Regions from separate parts of the Mus musculus genome. Here region 1 is linked to region 2. The links are chromatin contacts, called in public Hi-C maps. All regions are on one chromosome and are shown on one strand. Each heading gives the region's core, a stretch centred on a gene start, on an enhancer-like site or on the middle of the called end of the contact. The rest is flanking DNA. Distances are from core to core; before and after follow the strand shown. Region 1 overlaps Efcab3 (EF-hand calcium binding domain 3). Region 2 has its middle 61 kb from the start of Gm25362.

Region 1 (7,526 bases), core at 2,352-4,851, 100 kb before region 2:
TAAATGAGTTTACACAATGTATTTTGCTGGCCTGTACCAACTCATTTTCCTTCGGCAGTTGAAGCATCTAACATCTTTTGAAAGGAGTTCGGAAGACGTGGTGCAAGGTGGTCAGAATACATTGAGAACTGTGTTTCAGAGGAATCGAGGGGCCCCCTAGTGGACGATAAAGGGCACTCTCCTACTAAGCGGATATATTCAATGCTTGGAAAGGCTAAAGGCTCTCCAGGGGATCGACTTGGATGTTAGCCCAGGGCAGGGTAGTTAATCATTTCATGACCCAGCCACCCCAACCCCATCACCCTCCCAACCCCTTGTTGCAGGCGGTGCCAATTCTGGGCCATTTAATGGCGTTGCTGTGGAACAAGAGCTCCAGGGAAGGATCTTGATGTCTTAATTGCTTCTTTTTAACTTTTACAGAGCATGAGCAGCCTTTTGTATAAACTGATTTAATAACCTTTTTTGTTTTTGTTTTTTTCTTTTAAAAAACTTTTTGATTCTTTGTGGATTTCACAGCATGCAATCCCACTCATCTCTCCTTCCTTCCATATTCCCTATTGCCCTCACAACCTACCCTCCAAAAGAAAACAAAAACCCCATCTCTCTGTCGAATCTGCGGTGTATCACACAGTTTACTCTTTTACTCAAACGGCTTGCAAATATCATTGATCTGGCTTGGTACCTCTGGCTTCTGCTATACTATCAATACTGGATCCTCTCTTGAATTCTTTTCAGATAGCCTATTATTGGCCTGTGTCATGGAGATCCTGCAGCTTGGGTTCTGCAGGACCTGCCCCTGTTGTAGTGTCAAACGACCCTTACTCACAAGGACCACAGAGACCGCCGCCATCACTGCAAAACGCATGAGGATTTTTATTGATCTAACATGTTGGGGACTCCCCTCCCAGCACGCAGGCCAGAGGAGAGACCAAGAACAAAGAGAGGACACACTTTTTATACCTTTGTAAGGGGCAGATTTGAGCAACAGGGTTCTCATTGGTGTAGCAAGTGACCCTTTCAGACATTGGTTGGTTTGTATAGTGACTAAGTAACCCTTTGGCCTAGTGACTCACTTTGCTTGCCCCCATGGTGGGTTATTATGATTTGGTCAGCAAAGTAATAGTACATTTTGAACTTATGGATCAGCTATTAATGTCACAGCTATTAACGCCAGGGGAATTCTCACAACAAGGTCAGGGTGGTTTGTGGTCTTTGTCAGAATTCAGTGTGGAGCAGGGGGCAGGAGAATTGCTAATCTTGTTATGGTTATTTCTCTGAGAACAGCTAATATTGTTTTGGTAGCTGCAGGCTTAATCATTTTGGCCGATAAAACTAGGTTTTTACATTTGTTTAGTCAGCCAGCTTCCTTATCTGGCTCTGCACTTGGCCTGTTAGTACAGTTTGGAAAGTCCTTTTCGAAGGGAGAAGGTACTGGGTGGTCTTGAGTTCATTTTAGATATTACACCCCTTCATATGTTCCAGCAATTCATAAAGGGGGTAGATGTTGGGGTGGGCCAACTCAAACCCCCGTATCTGAGCGTGAGGTGTAGGTCAGTTTGCCAGCTCTCCAGCACTACCCGCTAGTGAGGGGGTAGGGACAGCTCTTCTGCTCTCACACTGTAGGAGTAGGCTCTCCCACTCTGCTCAGGTGAAAGGATGGGGCCTGCTCTCCCGAATGCTGTAGGTTGTGAGGGTCAGGACTGGCTCTCCTGCCTGCAGGTTGTGAGGGTCAGGACCATATCTCCTGTGCTCTCCTGTGGGCCAGCACTACTGTGTTGTTCAGATGAGGGTGGGATGGGTGGGGTAGGCACTCTCCTGAGTGATGCCGCTGGAGAGGGGCAGGGCCAGCTCTCCCACTGTCACACCCTCAGGGCCAGCTCTCCCACTGTGCTCAGGTGAGTGGTGGGGCCAGCACTGCACAGCCCCTGGACATCAACATGGCCCCAGGCAGCAGCCCAGACCAGGGACATCTGCATGGCTTTTGGTGGTAACACCGGCCACTGACATTAACAGATTCCAGCCACTGCAGGGTCATGGACCCAGACATGGCCCTGGGTGGCAGCATGGGCCAGGATCTTACAATGGCCTCAGATGGCAGCATAGGCTACTCACGTCAGACTGTTCCTTACCACCCTTATTCAAAGGTTCCTTAACATTTCTTTTTTTTTTAAGATTTATTTATTTATTATATGTAAGTACACTGTAGCTGTCCTCAGACACTACAGACGAGGGAGTCAGATCTCGTTACTGATGGTTGTGAGCCACCATGTGGTTGCTGGGATTTGAACTCCTGACCTTTGGAAGAGCAGTCGGGTGCTCTTACCCACTGAGCCATCTCACCAGCCCCTTAACATTTCTTTTTAATTTTATGTATATGAGTATGTTGTCTTCATGTATACCAGAAGAGGGCATCAGAACCCATTATAGATAGTTGTGAACCACTGTGTGGCTTCTGGAAATTGAACTCAGGACCTCTGGAAGAACAGCCAGTATTCTTATATTTTTGGTTGTGAGCCTAGCCTTTAACGGCTGGGCCATCTCTCCAGCCCGAACAGCCAGCTATCTTTCCAGCCCCCCTCACCATTCTTACTCAAGCTTCCACACCTTTTATTCGTGTTTTTTGAGACAAGGTTTTGCTATAGCCCTGTGTGGCCTGAGACTTGAGATTCCTGCATCTGCCTTTTAAATGACATGTGTTACCACTCTTAGCTACATTTCCCTTATTAAAAACCAAATATGTGGAATATTTAGAAGATACAGTTAAGACCAGAAAATGCTATATCCCACCATTTGATTCATCGATACTTTGTTTTATATTTTCCTAGTCTTTCCATTAATTTGCTTACATAATTGAGTTGGGGGTACTGGCTTGAGATGGTCTATGTAGCCCAGGCTGACCTGGAACTTGATGTCTTCCTGCCTCAGTCTCTCTAGTGCTGTGGTCACAGCCATGCTGTCACATCTGTGTGGAGAGCCACACCTTAAGCGCTTTTTAACTTAATAGTTTAACCTAATAACAGCTGGGGGAATGTTTCATTGTGTGAAACATTATTGTAATGACATTCTGGTCTGACTTTGAATAGCTGTAGCATGATTTCATTGACATTTAGGCTGTTTTAAGTTTCTTGCTATTAAAAATTCAGTCTGGCCATGGTGGGTGGTGCACTTTTAGTGCATCTGCTCAGGAGGCAGAAGTAGGGGGATTTCTTGAGCCTGGAACAAAAGGTAAGCCTGGGCAACAGAATGAGACCCATCTACTAAACATTCATTTTTGTAACCTATTTTGTCATTGCTGTGACTGTTTCCTCTGAATTGACATGTTCCCTCCAAGAGGGAGGAGGGAAGCTTCTAAGACAGCTTAGGAAACAGGAAACGTGCAAGCCACTTTCCCTGGGTAATATAAGCCCCAGTCAACTCCTGGGAGAGAGGAGTCATTTCTGAAAGCAGGGAGCTCTAGGGTGTAACCTTTGAGAGTTGTTACCCATGCTGGCGTGGGCTTTTCAGTGATGCAACTGCTAAGGGTCACCCATGCTGTGTGTGAGTGCTTCTGTAATCCCTCCCTCGCGTCCTGTAATTAGCTTACTGAATCATCAGGCTGGTCTGGGGTGGGAGAGTGTCTTTGGTCATTTCCCTATCTGGGCTGAATAGAGATTTGTTCTCCTCATCTGCCCTGACCAAAGTCACCAGCAGGCATTGCTGAGCCACTGGTTATAATTAGATCTGTTACTAAGATCTGGGCAAGTCAGGCATTCTATCTGCTACAGATCTAGATCCTAGACCAGGGTCTGGCACACAGCAGGCAATTCAGCAAGCTGGTGAGTGAATGGGTGGATGCCTGTCCCTGTGTATAGATCCCAGCAGGGAGGTGTCAGTTGCTACTATTATATGTAGTCTGCAACAGTGCAACAGAGAGATGGGCGTGCCCTGCAGGTTAAATTTTTTTTCTATCAGAACTCCTTAAAAATATCTTGTTCTGCCGGGTGATGGTGGTGCACGCCTTTAATCCCAGCACTTGGGAGGCAGAGGCAGGCGGATTTCTGAGTTCGAGACGAGCCTGGTCTACAAAGTGAGTTCCAGGACAGCCAAGGCTACATAGAGAAACCCTGTCTTGAAAAAACAAACAAACAAACAAAAAACCCTGCAGTAATTCTAATATTTTATATTATACTTTCTTTTCAGACAGGATCTCATGTAAGTTAGGCTGGCCCTGAATTTGCCACACTGCAGCATGATCCTGAACTCCTGTGGTCTTGTCTTTTGGTCTCTGCTTCCGAAGTGCTGGGATTATAGGCACGTGCCACTATGCCTAGCTCCTAATTCTATATTCTCAGACATTGTAACACACACATAAAAAATAAAGATATTTTCTTAAAACTAATAATCTTACCTTTTGGTTAGAAAATATGGTTACTCATCAATGCTTTCCCCCAAAGTATAACTATAAAATAACTAATATTTATTTTTAATTTTTAAATCATACTCATGTGCCTGTTTATTTAGTTACTGGGTATGCAAGAGGTCAGAAGGCCACTTGCAGGAGTTGGTTTTATCCTATCATATAGATTTTGGGGATTGAACTCAGGTCTTCAGGCTTAGTTGCAAGCACCTTCACCCACTGGGCCATCCTGCAGGCCCCTGTACTTATATTTTGAGATTGAGGCCTTACTGTGTTGTCCAGGACAATGTTAAAATTACTGGACTCAGACATTACACACACACACACACACACACACACACACACACACACACACACACACAGACCCACACAGACCCACAGAGACCCACAGCTCTAAATGGCATGTCTCCATCCAATCCATCCACTCAGAGCTCAGGGAACCCCTGGGGATGAGGAAGAAGAAAGTGTAAGAGCCAGAGGGGATGGCGGACACCAGGAGAACAAGGCCCTCTAAGTCAACAGAGCAAAGCTCACATGAACTCAGAGACTGAAGTAGCAAGCACAGGGTCTGTGTGCTTGTGTATACAGCTTCAGTGTAGAGATTTTATAGGACTCCTGAGTAAGTGAATGGGCGGGTCTCTGATTCTTCTTGTGCCTTCGGGGCTCTTTCCCTTTTTGTGTTTTGTCTTGTTCAGTGATAGTTTTTATTTGTGTGTTTGTTTTATGGTTTTTGTTTTCTATTTTATTTTGTGGTTTTCGCTTAGAAGCCTTTTCTAATGAGAGACAGAAAGAGGGTGCATCCAGATGGGAGGGGAGGTGGGAGGAACTGAGAGGAGTGGAGAGAGGGGGAACTGTAAGCAGGATATATTGAATGAAAAAGAATCTATTTTCAATAAATGGGGGGAAAGATAGATGGATAGATAGATAGATGATAGATAGATAGATAGGTAGGTAGGTAGATAGAGTTTATCAGCTTTAGAGAATTAGAGCAAGAGCTGGGCATGATCCATGGAACCATAATCCTAGCACTTGGGAGTCAGAAGCATGACCCGTGCTGCAAGCCCTAAACTAGCTTGATCTAGAAAGCCGGTTCCGGGTCAGCCACGGTTACAGAAGGAGGGCAAGGGGAGGGAAAGGGGATCAGTATGAACTGACAAACTTTCAGTTGTGGCTCAGTTGGCACAGTGCTTGCCTGGCATGCATGGAGGCCAGGTTTTGATATGAAACACCACATAAACTGGCATGGTGGGGCATGGCTGCAAGCTCTACACTTGGCATGCAGGAGTCAGAGCCAGGAGGATCAGGGAATTCAAGACCATCAATTGCCTATTTATCAAGCCTGAGGCTAGCTAGCCTGGGCTGAATGAGTCTGTCACCCCTCCCCCAGATACAGAGAGAGAGAGAGAGGGAGAGAGAGAGAGAGAGAGAGAGAGAGAGAGAGAGAGAGAGAGAGACAGGGACAGACAGATGAGAATCTGCAGAGGAAAAAAAAACCACTTTTGCCATCCTGATAATATATCAAATGGTTAATGTAGACTTAATGTTTATAGAATTCCAAAGTTGTGTGCCTATATTTGAAAAAACTGTCAAAAACTTCAGAGTGCCCCAAGACTCTAAGAATGAATGGAACTAAGAAGCAGAATGATACACACTTAACTATGTTTAAGACAGTAAATTCTGGACAGTTGAGTTTTATCAATAACAGCCACAACATCCCAAAGTGCACAGATAGCTCGACGGGTGAAGTGTTTGCTGTGTGAGCCAAGGACCAGAGTTTCAATCTCCAGTGCCCTTGGAGAAAGTTGAATGTGGTGGCTTGTGTCTATAAATTTAGCACTGAGGTGGCAATGGAGACTGGCAGATTCTGGAGGCCCACTGGCCAGAGTCCAGCAGAAATGGTGAGCCCCAGGTCCAGTGATAGACCCTGTCTCGAAAAGCAGAACAGAGAACCAATTGAGGAAGATGCCCCGACATCAACCTCTATGCTCCACACACCAGCATGGGCGAGAACACTCGAGTGTACTCATATGTGCTCACTTGCACATGCAGTTACACATACATGCACACAACACTACGGTACCTATATTTTCAATATAGTTGTGTCTCTCGTGTAATGGATGAGCTGTTAATTGAAGGAGCCATCTAAGCGAGAGGTGTGCCTAAGGAATTCCTAAACTTCTCTGAGGTTCTTTGTGGCGTGGGGAGAGGGTATGCTGCTAGGGTTCCCTGCAGCTGCAATCCTCTGAATCTGGTGTCAAGCAAATCCGCCATTTAGAGTTACCCCAAACTCAGACGCTTATTGTCCAGAGGGCTCTTGGGAACCCAGGCCAACTTCCCCTGCTTTCTGCTGGTATCTTGGTTGTTTTAAGTCAAGTGGGCATAGCGAAGAATGCCTGGCTCTAGTAATAGGGTAATTATATAAACCACAGAAAGAGAAAGCATCCCGGATTTAAAGGTTTTTACTGGTCGGAATCCATAAGATGTCAAAATTTCCACCTAGGCATGTAATAGATAAAAGCAAGAAACCATACTTTTGATTACTATGGAAAGCGGTTTTCGAAGAGCTGTTTAGAAAACGTAGGCTTTTCATTGCCGAAACCCTCTGGAACTTTTCCGTTTCCTCTTCCTCCCCGTCTCCGGGTCAGACTCACTGAAGTCCGATGGGGAAGATAACCCAGAGTTGGAGGGGGAACTCTTGTTCATGCTGGCGTCGTGCAAGCGGAGGTCCTTAGCGGAGAGCAGCTCTTGGCAGACGTTCCAGGACCAGGTGTAGGTCGAAAAGGTGTTGTAAAAGGACTCATTGTTGCTTTCGATCCCAACCAAATCCCCTCGAATCTTCTTCCAGAGGTTCAGCATTTCTTTCCGGTGGTCAAGGGCAATTCCTAAGTTATAACTCTCCGTGGCTTTCTTTACCTGCGGCGAGAGGGCAGATATTAACTCACCGTAGCTACCTTCACTCTCTTTGATGTACGAACTGTAATTATTGGTGGCTCTAGAGTTATACATGTGAAAATCAGTAAGACTACGTATGGGGTTGCGTGGGAGCTAGGAGTTGGTGGAAATCAAAATGTACCACTTGAAAGCTGGGTATGGAATGCGAATTGATCCATTTTTATCTCCCTGTACAAAG
Region 2 (6,871 bases), core at 1,306-3,805:
CCTAGAGAGACTACAAGCAGAGCTCTGTGATTCTTCTTATAGGAAGTCATAGTATTAAATGAAATACCATCAGTTTTCAAGTAGTTCTGCAGTTCTTTCATGTCTTTTTCATCAACATTGTAGTTAATGTTTTCCATGATGGTTTCTAGTTTATTTGTAAAACCTTTTCCTCCTTAAGAAAGGAAGAGATGAAATAAGAAAAAAATGTAAAAGTATGCTTCAATGTTTAAAATTCTACTTAATTCTAGGGACTGGGTCATAAAGGAGAAAATAAATCAAAACTGAATGTTTAAAGAAAGAATAAAAGCAAGTGCAGGGGATGGGTGGAGGGTAGGAAAGAATCAGCCCATATACATGTCAGAAGACATGCTGCCAACATTTTTAGTAGAGCCCTGGAGTAACGGGAGTGACCAAGGCTTGCTAGTTGGTCTTTATTTATTCATAGTAGAGATGTCAGAGGCAACTATAATAACTATGGCCACCAGGTTTGAAGCCTGTCAGATTATCTCCATAAATTTAAAATAAAAGACATAAAGAGGGATAAAAAGACTGATAAACTACAGAATATAACACTACAGATGAGAAACATTTCCACATTCAAGTTGTGAGATCAAGGCAAGCAGATCAGTTCAGTTTGGGTGGGAAATGGCCATAATAGAACTATCCCCTGGAGTTTCAGTGTGAGACAGAGAAGTGCTGTGAAACAACCCTCAACGGAAACAAGCTACTGTTACCATTAGGTAATAAGTAGACTTTCCAGAAAGAAACAAACTTGAAGGCTTGTTTCACTTGACATTGCATTTGTTACTCACTGTGAAAAGTTTTTAAACTATCCAACAATCGGTTCCGATACACTTTATTATCAGCTGTAATAGAAGACATAATGTGTCACAGACCACGCAGTACTGGCACCCATAACATGACTGTGGACTACCACCATGAAGGCAGTAACCTTATAGATGTGGCATATTTAGTCTATTATCTATACAGCTTTCTTCAACTTGACTTTATCAATAATGTGAAGAATTGGATGTTCTAAATGTCTCATTTTGCTAGGCTAATACTGATTTAACATGTTCCCATCTGTCTTGCCTTCTCTCCCCTCTTTAATTTCTTTGTGCTTTAGGGTTATCAGACATTACAGAAGTAATGTCTCAACTCAAAAACTTGTAATCATATCTTGATTCATGAATTAATTTCTTTCTTAAGAATTCTCAAATTCAGTCCCAATAGAGTAAGCCCCTATGTAAAATAGTTTCCATGGACGAAAAGACTTGTGACTTTTTTTTTTTAAAGATTTGTGACTTTAATCTTATCACTTAAGATGTCCTCAATATGTTCATGTGTAATGTATATTCAAGGACTCCCAGCTAGCCTCCATAACGCACATGCTCAAGCCCCCACCCCCGCCCCCAGAAGCTGCGGTTGAATCAGGAATGCTCACAGGTAATGGGCAGAGTCTTCATCAGCTCCCAGCGCTCCTTAGGTGTGAGCTCTACCCCTATGGTTTTCAAAACTTGATCTATTTGATCAACATCCACTTTGTTTCCTTTGAAATAAATAGAAATGAGAGCAAAATGATTAGAAACTGTGTCATCTAAGTTTACCTGAAGGGTTGGATGATCAAAAGTCTAAGTCAAGAGTCTAAGAGGATATAAAAAAAAGACATAAATTGCTCAATTCTAGACAGAAAAATAATTTGTAAGTTCTAGTGAAATGCCTAAGTGACATCATTTTGTTCTAACCCCATTTTGTGTTTGCCTGGACAGTTCTCAGCTCCCTACCCACCTCTCCAATGCTCATGTCTGCCTCAGAAACACATTTGAGATTTCCAAGGCCTTGACCATGGTCCCAATGTATTAACCAAAATAATTTAAAAAAAAACTAAAATAACTAGAAAAAAATATAAGTGAAAAATAATTTACATGTTTGGTCTGACATATTACTATGCTCTGCCAGGGACGAATATTTTAAGGTTACTCTGACCTCATTTAACTTTGATATAAACTATGGTCTTTGTGGTTTTTGCCATTAGAAACCTGCATCCCTGACTCAGCTACAAGAGACTTTTCAGAGGCACAAGCCCACTTTTGGTTGGGCCATCCAAAATAAAAAACACAAAAGCAAAACTTAGAATTGGCTCTATCAATGGGGTTGTCAGTATCTCTGGTGGATCATGACATTCACTTCACTGAGCAACAGTATAGATCAATATTCTGACATGGAGGTCATAGGTCAATATGGCTATGTATAAATGACTAAATACATATTTTTATAGATAAACTGCCAATTTAAATGTTTTGCTTACTCGTTGGTAGCTAGATATGCAAATACAATGCATTCAGAACACATCGTACCTTGATTTCCAAGTCAGATCCCCCACATACCCTGCCCAAATTTATGTTGTTTCCTTCTGTTTGTTGTTGTCATCGTCTTGTTGTCTGTTTTAATAACCCCGTGTTGGATTACTGCTGCCCACATACATATGTATGCAGAGCGCCCTCTACTGGAGCATGAGCAAAGACCACATCACTTGAAGGGAATTGACTCTCCCTCTCAACAATTGGCTAACAACTGCCAATAGCTCTTCAGCTAGGGGGTGGGCCCTCACGAGCCCCACCCCTCTGCACGCAACCCGTTTCCTATTTTTACACTATATGACATGATAAGGAAGGTGATCTATTCCTAAAATGGTTAGATTTTTAGGGTAAAATAGAATAAAAAGATTTAATCCTAAAAATAAGACTAGGCCATTATTTTTCTAGTGATCATGGTTACCTGGGTTTATTTTGGCCGTGTGAACAATGCAACTAATTTAAATCGTTGAGAAAGAAAACACAGGGAAACCCAGGATACTACAACAATAGAAAAATGTAACAGTTTTGCCAAAAATTAATTTGGACTGCTGGATAGAATGTTTTGATTTTTTATTACTATTTACTATTCATTTATTTATTCATGTATTTATCATGTTGTGGGCATCCTCGTGGAAGTCAGAAGACAATTTACAGGAGTAAGTTCTTTCCAGTATATAGGGAACTACCAAGTGTCTCTACCTATTGAGCCATCTCACAGAGATGCATAAAATATATTGTTGTTATATCAGTAAGACTAACAAATTAATAAATTTGTACTAAACAAAGCCCCCATAACGAGGCTTGGATATTGAAAAGTGTGACGTGTAAGCTTCATTGTGACTGAAAGTCGTTTTTGCTCTGTGGCCTTTCACTGACCTGTGAGCAACTCCACATTCTCCATCATCTCCCTCATGTTGACCATCTCATCTGCAAAGACAAAATGCATATAAGACCCAGGCATGGTGACTCGCACCCAGAAACACAAGGCCTTACAGTGTGAGGTAAAACATCGAAATTCAAAGGTTCACCCTGATTTGTTCTGCTAATACACTAATCTTCTTTCCCAGATGAACACGGACTTGAAAACTGACGGTCTGAATGTGATAAACAAATACAGTGCAGGAGGAAAAATTGCAGGATGTACCATGTCTATGTGCACCGGTGCTAGGAAATTTAAAAAAGCGTTGTTTATCTTTCACTTGGCTCATTCCACTTTAGAGTCCAAGAGCAATCTGTTTGATCACCTTAGTATAACAGATTTAAAAAAGCAGTATTGTGTGCCCAGAGGTTGTGGTGTACACCTTTAATCCCAGTACTTAGGAGGCAGAGGCAGGCAGATCTCCGAGTTTGAGGCCAACCTGGTCTAAAGAGCAAGTACCAGACCAGCCAGGGCTACACAGAGAAACCCTGTCTCAGGAAAACCAAACCCAGCTATATTGTAGCTAACCATCTGTCTGCATAGAGTAGGAGCCATACATACTAGGCTATTTGCTCTAGATTAGCTTGAGGGTTGCATGTGCTGGAAACTCACTCCCTTCTAATCAGGTCTAAGTGAAAAAAAGAAAAAAACCTCTTGATTTAAAATTAAAGTAAGAAATAAAAATGAAATTAAAGTAAGGTTATTACTGGAGTCAGACTCAGTCTAGGGTTTGGTACCACAGGAAAGCACACACACAAAACAAACAAACAAACAAACCCCTGGGCATTGCTCACCATCAGGGAAATGTAAACCCACTGAGAATGAGACATCACCTAACTGGAGTCAGGATGGCTGTTATTAAAGGGATAAATCCCATCAATGCTGTTGTGTGTATGAGAAAAAACAACTCTTACACACGGTTAGTGAGAGTAACATTGGTACAGCTGTTACGGAAAGCAACATGGCAACTCCTCAGTAGGTAGAAACACTTGGTACCAAACAGAAAATGGAATTACTGCTGGGGATGGGGGGCAGCAACAATTCTGCAGCTTGGTAGAGAGCTAAAGGAAGGGACTGAGGACTGAAGAGAGGTCTGGGGCTAATTAACAAGCGCATCACCACACACAGGTGATGCTCACCATGACGCAGCTCAGTGTAGATGAGGGCTACCAGGGGAGGGTCCCCTGATGATCTGCAGGACTTTATATGAAGTGAGTCAGAGACAGACACTGCTCTCTCTCATGGTAGACTGTGAAAGCACTGACCTTCAGGAGCTGGAAGCAGATACTAGTCAGAGGACCCATAATCACCATTCAAGTCAGTGCCAAGAAACCAACTGTACAGCGAGGATATACACAGGATATATACATTTCACTATCAAGTAAAAAAAAATCTAGGATGATCTGGCATGCTTTCTTTCCTGAACCTTCTGGTGATTTGATAGATTTAATTATTTTTCTCCTGAAGGCCAGAAGAGAGAGTCAGATCCCTGGAGCTGGAGTATTTACTGGCAATCATGAGCTATCCAACATGGGTGCTGGGAACCAAACGTGTGTCCTCTGGAACAGTGGTGGGTTCTCTTAAGTATCAATTCTTAGCTCTTGCCCCTTTCTTTTCCTGTTGACATGATCCTTTGTTTCTTTTCTCTGGCATAGGTCATTAAGTATTCTCAGTGGTATAAGGGTTTATAAGCGAAACCTCTTGTTCGACAGATGAGCACTTCTGACTGAAGCACCACAATCCAGGAAAACAGGTTTCCCCACGAGCAGATCTTCAAGTTTATCAGAGGCACTGAGAGGCTCTCAGAAGACATAACGGCAATCTCACCTTCAACTGGCAGACGGCTTGTTAGGTCTTCGATTTCTTCATCCTCCAGGTTGAAGCCCAAGTCTTCTAGAATGCCACCCAGTTTGGAGATATGACACTTGGCCCCTTAGGAAAGAAGGAGCCAGAGGCTAAGTTATCATAGACGGAAACGAAGTAGTCCACCACACAATGACAGACAAATAGCTTTCAGGGCTGCAGAGACACTGTGGAAGCTGGGCAACAGTGTATTTGGCCAATCTTGCTTCAGAGGGTTCTTTATTTAATGTGTGAGAAAGGTATATTTAGAAGTTAATTATATATCAGATGAGTTATGTAAGTTTTTAGTTACATATTGAGTATATGTACTGATTCTATATACTATAAACTGCATTTTTTAGATCAACTGATAAGTTATATCAGACAACTAGCACTCTTGATCAGCAAACAGAATTTGAAACATCTTCAACTGTCAGAAAATTATAAACTACATTAGTTATAGTTGCATCTAAAAGATCTTTAAACTTAAAGAAAATAAAACAAACCACCTAATTATTGTGTAATGACATGATGTTTTTTAAGTCAAGGTAAAGACGACAGCTTATAGTTCGAATTGCCTTTTTGAGATGATCACTTACCAGAATGCCACTTTACATGATCAAGTAATACGTTTTTAAGTATTTTCCCATCGTCTGTAAAATAAGACACATTTATAATTAGAGAGAAATGATGCATCCAGTAAGAGGTGCTGAGGGTATAATTCTAAGTGCCTTGCCACCAACACTTTCCCCAGCACTGGACAAAATTCTGAATGTGACGCTGTCCGATGCCTTTCCTCACGTTCAGCTCCCCCTTTCTTTCTCCTTGTTACTGTTAGTTCACCCTTTTTTTTTCTTTGCTCTACTTAAGATTTATTTATCTTAAGGTAACGACACTATTTTAAAAACATCTGTTTATTTATTTGTGTATGTGTGCACGTGCATGGGTCTGTGCGTGCTTGTGTTCACATGTGTGCATGTGTGTCTGTATGTGTGTCCATGTGCGCATGAGTGGACACAGTGTGTGTGTAGGTTGGAGTAGAACCTTGGATGTCAACCATCTATCTTGCTTCTGTCTCGTTTGCTGTTGCACTGTTAAACTACACTAGCTGGTCTGCAAGCTCTTGGGAAATCTCCCATCTCTGCTTCTTATCTCATTGTAGAAAGATCAAGATTATAGACCCACACACTGCAACTTTTTACTTGTGTTCCAGAGATGTGAACTGAGATCATCAGTCTTGGACAGCAAGTGTTTTACCCACTGGGCCATCCCCCACAGCCAGGAACACACTTTCAAAGCCAAGATTTAGTTTAAGGATGCTGCCAGGGATCAAAACAAATTCAAATGCCAAAGACTCATACTTTCCCTACTACAGCTTGATATCTTTGTTTTCTAGGAGTTGTAGGGCAGGAGAGGGGCTAGTTTTTATGATGTCCTCACTCTGAAGTTTATACAAACACGAAGATGCACTCCATAGGGTTCACACAGTACTTACCAGCAATAGGCAACCGTTTCAGCAGGTCATTGATGTCTCTATTTGAAAGCTGTATGCCCATGCCCTCCAGCACTCTATGTGTGACTTTAGCATCAATATTTCCTCCTTTGGAGAAAAAAAAAAGAAAATTGAAAGTGAGAATTGTTTGTTGACTTTGTCTGACAAAACTACGTTTGTACAGAACACATGGAAAGGTGTTCAAATTTGTAGAAACTATGCATTTGTAATGGTGTAAGTGGCCTCAGTAGTCCTACTGTC

Evidence for each region. Hi-C and Micro-C count contacts between places; a contact is called where the count stands out from the background.
Region 1: a contact with region 2 is called in a Hi-C map of the N1E-115 cell line, with 11 times the contacts expected there. The contact joins two enhancer-like sites. A contact is called at or near these places in 1 of 39 promoter capture datasets (hippocampal neurons), 3 of 15 datasets of contacts at CTCF or cohesin (CD8 T cells, embryonic stem cells and pro-B cells), 48 of 484 Hi-C or Micro-C datasets (the AML12 cell line, the BV-2 cell line, the Ba/F3 cell line and 29 more), 7 of 115 datasets of contacts at active chromatin or transcription factors (the SCID.adh cell line, T-cell acute lymphoblastic leukemia, bone marrow-derived macrophages and 3 more) and 2 of 9 other capture datasets (adipose tissue and pancreatic islet).

What each region holds. Positions count from the first base shown.
Region 1 is chr11:105,116,851-105,124,376 of GRCm38.p6, reverse strand. Efcab3 (EF-hand calcium binding domain 3) reads right to left here. Exons shown (of 10, transcript NM_001081046.1): 10 at 6,840-7,309. The coding sequence ends at 6,983. Among named protein-coding and RNA genes, the nearest start is that of Mettl2, 5.8 kb to the left of the region's middle. Within about 2 kb of position 3,601, at least 25 of the 459 cell types and tissues checked have an H3K27ac peak or open chromatin away from gene starts, as enhancers often do. A contact at or near this core is called in the N1E-115 cell line, where this site is marked.
Region 2 is chr11:105,016,930-105,023,800 of GRCm38.p6, reverse strand. It overlaps a transcript of Efcab3 not described here. Among named protein-coding and RNA genes, the nearest start is that of Gm25362, 61 kb to the left of the region's middle. Within about 2 kb of position 2,555, at least 4 of the 459 cell types and tissues checked have an H3K27ac peak or open chromatin away from gene starts, as enhancers often do. A contact at or near this core is called in the N1E-115 cell line, where this site is marked.